2 separate regions of the Mus musculus genome follow, and region 1 is linked to region 2. Evidence: chromatin contacts called from public ChIA-PET data. All regions are on one chromosome and are shown on one strand. The core of a region is the stretch at or near the end of the contact, and the rest is flanking DNA. Distances in the headings are between cores, read along the strand shown. Region 1 has its middle 6.8 kb from the start of Dlk1. Region 2 overlaps Gm33682 (a long non-coding RNA gene).

Region 1 (3,489 bases), core at 949-3,448, 680 kb before region 2:
GACCACTCCTAGCCACACTAAGGCCTTCTGAAGGCAGCCGGAGCACAAATCCCCCATAGTCCCAAGCTCTCATGTGGGTCTGCCTGTAATGCGGGAGACCAGGCTCTTGACGCAGTTTTGGCAAGCTTGAGACACATTGGTCTGGGTTCCACATGTAGCGCAGGTTGGGGCAGGGTCTTCCCCTCTCTCCAGACACTAGTTTTCCTTTATCCATCAGTGAGAGGATTAAAAACCTAGACCTCTCTATTTCTTCAAAGGCACAGTCTACATGAATATTAAGTTTATGTCATTTGCATCAACCAAATTATCCTCTTAAAGGGCACCAGTGAGTCATTCCACGGTAGGGAGCCGCGCTGGGGGTCTCTAAGAATGTTAAGTGACTCTTTACTCCCAAGGTAAATTCACCCTCCAACCAGGAGGGAGGGCATTCAAAAGAATGAGGAGTCTTTTTGTCATGTAGCTGCCATTATAAGCATTGACCAAGACTACAATAATTCTCCACATATCACAAATTCTCAGAAGTTAGTTTCCAATAAAACAGTGAGTGGCTCTCCTCCTTAAAAACAATATCCAGCCGGGTGGTGGTGGTGCACACCTTTAATCCCAGCACTTGGGAGGCAGAGGCAGGCGGATTTCTGAGTTCGAGGCCAGCCTGGTCTGCAAAATGAGTTCCAGGACAGCCAGGGCTACACAGAGAAACCCTGTCTCGAAATACAAAACAAAACAAAACAGAACAAAAAAAACCAAAAAACAAACAAACAAAAATATCCATCTATCTCTTCAAAATTAGAAAAAACAAAAAACAAAAAACCTACTGTGTGCCCAGGAAGGGAAAGGGGCTCTGTTATGTGTCCAAACCAGTGCAGGCTGGGGAAGGGGCTTATAGACTTGGGCTGAGCAGGATGCATAGGAGTTCTCCAAGTGATGTTTCTGTGGGGACGGTCTTCAGGGCGTACATTTGGGGAATGGTGTGAGTGAGACTTGCGCATGTGTGTTCCTGTGCAGCTGCTAGACTGTGAGATAAGAGCTGAATATGGCATGACTATGATCCCAAGAGCTCAGGATGGGGATAGAGAGATTCGAAGTAGTTGAGAGTTCTCATGCTCTTCCAGAGGACCCAAGTTTAGTTCCCAGCAACTATGCTGAGCAGCTTACAATCATCTGCATCTCCAGCTCTGGGGACCCAATGCCAAACATCCTTTTCTGAGCTCTGAGAGCACCCATACTTACATGAGCAAACCGAACATCCGTGCACATGACTAAAACTGAAATCAAAGCAAAGAAAACATATAGGAGGAGACTGAGGCGGGAGGTTAACACAAGCCCAAAGGTCTGAGGCACCATGGTGAGCCCTTGTAACAAGCTAGCAACAAAGTGTAGAGGTTTAGTTAGTTTGTCCTGCAGGATTAAAATTCGGGAAAAACAAAACAAAACAAAACAAAAAAGAAAGGAGCAAAAAAACCCCCGAGGCTGTAGTGCAGTGCAAAAGCTTCCATATTTGGATCTAAAATCTGTCCTAATTTGGCAAACAATGGCTTCAGAATCAGAATCCTCTTATCACAGAGTCGTTTGACCAAGACTACAGAAATGATGACGGTAGTGGCAGCAGTATCGCACCCAGACTTGATCAGAAGCCTTGGAAATAAATCCAAGACGTCCATCCTCGTCCAGTGAAGAACCACCCACCTCGGTTGGGGGAGAACGAGTGACCACAAAGGCCAAGGACACCAGATCAGAGACTGCTTTTAGTCACCAGAAAGTCCTCCTTTCAAACCTGGAGCCTGAGCAAGGAGGATCCTCCTGGCTGGCCCCAGATCAGTTCTTAGGGGGCGGGGCAAGGGGGGGGCTGCGGGAGAAGCAGAACTTCTCGCTGGCTCTCCACCATCTGTAAAAGAGAGTGCTGTGTGGTGGTTTGCCCTCCCCCCCCCCCCCCAGCTGTTGGCAGGAAGCTCTGTCAAGTTTAAGGCTGTGAAAACATTGCTCTCGAGGAACGAATCGAAGATTTCTTTTCTCTTTCAGTTTTGTAAGGAAACATTTCCATTTTCATTCCATTGTATTAAAAAAATGTTTTCAGTGTGCTCTTTTGAGTCCAGGACAGACTTGAGAATCTCTCGACTGGAGAAGGCTATCACCTTGTCCCTAAGAAAAGGAGAGAAGCACAAGCCAGCTTGCCCACTAGAGGTGCCGGAGCTGCGCCGCACCGCCCCCTCTCCTGTAGTTCTCACTCTGGACCTGTAGCGAGCCTGTCTGTGGCCTGCTCCCTGGGCCTCATCACTGGCCAGAACACATCTTCTCGCTCCGGTGTTAATGGATTGTGCACATGTGCCTGACCTCAGCAGGACCAGAGACATCTTGTTCCTCCTTGTACCTCGCGGCTGGTGGCCTGCAGCCCTGCTCGTGAGCTGGTTGCGGATTAAGTGAATTAATGAATAAATGAATGAGGCACAACGTGTTCTCGGAGGGTTACCATGGGCCCCTCAGAAAGATCCCGTGTCCTAGCAACTGGTCCCAGCAGCAGGTCCCTCTCCGACAGCAGCCCTCTACTTCCCAGGGGTGGCTGACCTCCCCAATTGGCCTTCCAGGAGGGTCCCCTAGGTTGCAAGACTCTTCCCACCTAGTTACATCGCAACAGAGGCCCCCAGATCTTGTACTGGGAATGTGAGTAGCAGTCAGACCACATCCAGAGCCCCCCCCCCCCCCACTGCCTCCCTCCACCAAGCGCCTGGTTCCTCTGAACCGCTCTCTCTGCATGTGAGCGAACCGTTCCTATGGTGACGCTCTGCACCTCCGGGAGGCCCTACCTAGCAAGTCTGCAGTCAGGCTATACAACCAGTGACAGGACAAGGAGGACAAGGGGGTGCTATCGTGAGCTGACCCACCCCCTACCTCATGCACACACTGGGTGGCTTAGAACCCAAACCCAAACTTTTGATGATCTTTAATGTGATCCAGGCATAGAAATGTCTCTCCCTCTTAGCTTCCAGCTCTGTCATTCCCCACTTAGTCACATAATAGAGGCACAGCTCAGAGAGGGCAAGTGATTCTCTGCTGGTCACACAGCAAGGACTGGACAGAGTAGGACTAGAATGTTTGGGAGTGAAGCCCTGTTAGGAAGACTGTAGAGGCTTATTTCAAAGAGTCCCCCAGGAACCCTCAAGGTTGTAAGGCTTTGTTAAAAAAAAAAAAAAGCAGGGTGTGGTATGTATGACACAGCTTTAACCCTAGCACAGGAGACAGAGTTTGAGGCCAGTCTGGGCTACGTAATGAGACTGTCTAAACCACAAAAATCTAAAACAAACAAGCCAAAACTGATCAAAAAGCTCCGAGGGGCTGGCGACATGGCTCAGCGAGCAAGGATGCTTGCCACCAAGTCTGAATACCTGGGTTCAGTTTCAGAGACACAGATGGTGTAAGGAGAGTATTTACTCGTGTCAGGTGTACTCCACACATGCACAGCGACACCCCCGTGTACAGTAACAAGCCCAGAGA
Region 2 (3,849 bases), core at 480-2,979:
CTGGGGCAGGAGGCTTAGTCAGGCTTTCTGAACACTGGGCCACGGTAAGGAAAAGGCTCGGTCGGTTGGCTTCCCAGGGCCTCTATCCCTCAGCTGACAAGTTCTCGGCTTCCTTCCCTGTTAGGGGAACCTTTTCTTTTCATTGTGTAAAGGTATGTCTCCGTGTTTTTCGGTTGTTATTTCTGTACCTATAGACAGCCAAGTGCCGGCAGGATCCTGGTATTGTCATTTCAATGGCCCACCACTGGATTTTCTACTTTATAAATATTCGTCCTTCCTCATCGGCCTAAGGCAATCTAGAGTTGCATCACTCACTGCTGCTGATCAGTTGTAAGAAGGAGCAGGAAGGAGGAGGGTGGGGAAGAAGGCAGAAGCGGGCGAATCCAGAGCGGACATGGAGGGAACCCACACTGACCGCAGCAGAGCAGAGGAAGGAATAGAGCTAGCCGCGTGCCGGGGCATCACCTTAGGTTCACTGGTAACTGAAGAGTGTCCTAGGGGCTGGCGTGATGGCTCAGCGGGTAAGAGCACTGACTGCTCTTCTGAAGGTCCTGAGTTCAAATCCCAGCAACCATATGGTGGCTCACAACCACCCATTATTGAGATCTGACACCCTCTTCTGGTGCATCTGAAGACAGCTACAGTGTACGAATATATAATAATAAATAAATCTTTAAAAAAAAAAAAAGAAGAAGAGTGTCCTAGCTAAAGACCCACGCTTTAAACAGTTATTTATGCCACTGGCAGGTCGCAGAAAGTTCTGCTCTTCTTCCCCATCTGCCCCCTCAGCGCTTCTTAGGTTGTTAGCTGGAAAGAAAGGATAGGGACTGACCTCAGCCTCCAGTGGCAGGTGAGCACGGAGGAGTTTGGCTGGGCCTTGACCCTGTCATTATGGTGGCAAAGACTTGGGATGCCAGTAGCGTACCTCAGTTCTAGTTCAAAAGTCTCAGAGCCAGAAAAGCCCTGGTATAACTCAGCCCTGGGAACTCAGGACTACTGGGGCATTCAAGTCCTGGCAATACAAGGAAGACCTGTCTCTGAGTGCTGAGGGCAGGGCTGCCCTGGAGACAGAGACACACCCAGAACAGAACTCCACCAACTTTCTAGGGATTCCTAATCCAGTCAAGCCCATACTGACAGGGCTCCATGCATGGCTTTGGGCAATTGACCTAAAGTCTGAGTCCCAGCAAGTAGGCAGTTCTGGTTGTCAAGGGGAGTGTGATAATACATTTCTAGGAAGCACAGGGGTGTAAGAAGAGGTCTGGCTGTCAACAGGAGACCTAAATTCACTGGTCTCTAGTGTTCAATCCACTGCCCTTGGGTTTGGACTTTATGATGTCCATGAAAATACCCCAGAACACTCTAACCTGTATGTTTTCTGCTTGTTTCTATGTGGGCTTTACCTGTAACTTGCAGTAGGAGCCCCCAGATGTTCATGGACCTGGATTGGGGACAAAGCTCACCAGCCTGCTTCTGTAAGGATCCTCTGCACCAAAGGACAGGGCCACTTATAATCTGTGTCTTGCCAGAGCCTGGTATAGCTCGGAAGTAATAGCTAAAGTCCAGTCTCTCATTGCACAGAATAAAAAGCCAAATTTAAGCCATTCAGAATCTGTCAATGTATTGGGTCACGGTTTTCCTAGCCTTGACAGTGCATAAGGAACCCAGGGTGTATGCATATGCATGCAGATGTCAGAGGAGGTCAGAAGAGGGCAGCACATCCCCTGAGTCTAGAGTTAAAAGTGCTTATCAGCTGCTAACCATACATAGGTGCCAGGAGCCAAGCTAGGCGCAGGAGAAACAGTCCCAGATGTGGCGCGGCGGGGAGACCAGTTCAGCTGTGGCCTCATAGAACAATAGGCCAGGTCACTTCCCCCAAGACTTCCCCAGCCCCGAGAACAGCAGTCTAAGAGAGCGCACCACTGCAGTGCACAGGTACACACACTGCACGGGAGCCCACAGAAGTGGGAAGTGGGAGAGGTTGCAGCTGGCTGGCTGGGGCCCAGCTACAAGGACCGGCATGTTGCTTTCCAAAGAGCATTTCCAGGGTCCCTTCATGGAAAGAGCCTCTGTGGACAGCAAGATAATGGAGGGTGTAGACCACAGAAGGAAGCTACCTGATTAAGGATGATAAGGGGTGAAGCAGGAGTTGCTTTCATGTGGGAGGGACAGAAGCCCACTGGAGGAGGGGACACAGTGCAAATATTGCTAAGTGAACCTAGTAGCCTAGTAGGACAGCCCCAGTTCAGTAGGACAACCCCTGGAGCACCTAACCATGGTAGAGACCTGCAAAACCAGGAAGTGGGTGGCAGGCCTCTTCTACCTACTGCATGGTTCATGGGAGAGCACGGCAGAGCTAGCTTCCTGAAGCAGTCCTGAGCAGGGCCTCTTGCTTCTCCCTGCCTGCTTGGGTGGGAAAGGTTGCATGTACATGAAGAGATGGGTCAATAAGGCTGCCTTGGGCCTAAAGACAAAGGCACAGTAAGAACTGAGCCCTGGCAACCTGGCTTGGGTACCAAAATGGGATGCAGAAAGCTTTGGTGTTCCATGGAGGGTGGGTGAAAGGCATTGTAGGTCCCCTAAACCTGGCCATGAGATAACGTCCCAGTGGCTTCCCCCAGTACCCTGGGAGGAAGGCAGATCGGAACAGAACTGATTAACAGCTGTCTGGAAGGAAACCAAAGGTGAGTGGACATTCTCCCAACATTCCAATACACAACTTCCCTAAAGCCTCAGCAACTGATACTATTTCTTCTTGTTCTTCTTCTTGTTCTTCTTCTTGTTCTTCTTCTTGTTCTTGTTCTTCTTCTTCTTGCTCTTGTTCTTCTTGTTCTTCTTCTTGTTCTTGTTCTTGTTGTTGTTGTTGTTCTTCTTCTTGTTCTTCTTCTTTTTGTTCTTGTTCTTGTTCTTCTTGTTCTTTTTCTTGTTCTTCTTCTTGTTCTTCTTCTTGTTCTTCTCCTTCTCCTTCTCCTTCTCCTCCTTCTTCTCCTCCTTCTTCTCCTCCCTCTCCCTCTCCCTCTCCCTCTCCTCCCTCTCCCTCTCCCTCTCCCTCTCCCTCTCCCTCTCCCTCTCCCTCTCCCTCTCCCTCTCCCTCTCCCTCTCCCTCTCCCTCTCCCTCTCCCTCTCCCTCTCCCTCTCCCTCTCCTTCTTCTTCTTCTTCTTCTTCTTTTTTGGTTTTTGGTTTTTGGCTTTTTCAAGACAGGGTTTCTCTGTATAGCCCTGGCTGTCCTGGAACTCACTCTGTAGACCAGGCTGGCCTTGAATTCAGAAATCCGCCTGCCTCTGCCTCCCAAGTGCTGGGATTAAAGGCATGCGCCACCACCACCCAGCTTCTGATAGTATTTCTTAAAGATGTGTTTTTTATCAGGGGGCTCTGATGGCCCTCAGCACCTCGTCTGCTCTCCCCACCCCAATGCTACCCAGAGAAGGAGAGAGAAGAAGCTGCCCATTGGAGGAAGCCCCTGAAGGAGGCCCTTCCCTGGCCTCGGGGCCTGGAACAACAGGGGAAAATCAGATCAATGAAGGTTTGATTGATGACCACAGGATGGAGAAGCCAGAGGGGACCACACAGTGCCCAGACACTCCCAGGGGAAGGTGTTCACCTCCAGTCTGTTTTTCTGTTGTCAGGGGCACACTCAGGTGTTTTCTGCTTTGCAGATATTGTCTGCCCCTGGCCTTAAAAAATAAAAAAATATGTGTATTTATTATTTTTAATTCTCTCTCTTTCGTGTGTGTGTGTGTGTGTGTGTGTGTGTGTGTGTGTGTGTGCGGATGCTCAAGAGCTACAGGTGGTTGTGAGCCACCTAATGTGTGTGCTGGGAATGGAACTTGGGTCTTTGGACAGAACAG

The links. ChIA-PET counts read pairs in DNA pulled down with a chosen protein or histone mark.
Region 1: an RNA polymerase II ChIA-PET map of memory CD8 T cells shows a contact between it and region 2, with 35 read pairs. The contact joins two enhancer-like sites. A contact is called at or near these places in 1 of 484 Hi-C or Micro-C datasets (pre-megakaryocyte-erythroid progenitors), 2 of 115 datasets of contacts at active chromatin or transcription factors (large pre-B cells and memory CD8 T cells) and 1 of 9 other capture datasets (embryonic stem cells).

Annotation. Positions count from the first base shown.
Region 1 is chr12:109,444,955-109,448,443 of GRCm38.p6, reverse strand. No RefSeq gene overlaps it. Among named protein-coding and RNA genes, the nearest start is that of Dlk1, 6.8 kb to the left of the region's middle. Within about 2 kb of position 2,198, at least 63 of the 459 cell types and tissues checked have an H3K27ac peak or open chromatin away from gene starts, as enhancers often do. A contact at or near this core is called in memory CD8 T cells, where this site is marked.
Region 2 is chr12:108,761,596-108,765,444 of GRCm38.p6, reverse strand. Gm33682 (a long non-coding RNA gene) reads left to right here. Exons shown (of 2, transcript XR_381914.3): 1 at 1-2,684; 2 at 3,368-3,714. Among named protein-coding and RNA genes, the nearest start is that of Gm33682, 3.8 kb to the left of the region's middle. Within about 2 kb of position 1,729, at least 84 of the 459 cell types and tissues checked have an H3K27ac peak or open chromatin away from gene starts, as enhancers often do. A contact at or near this core is called in memory CD8 T cells, where this site is marked.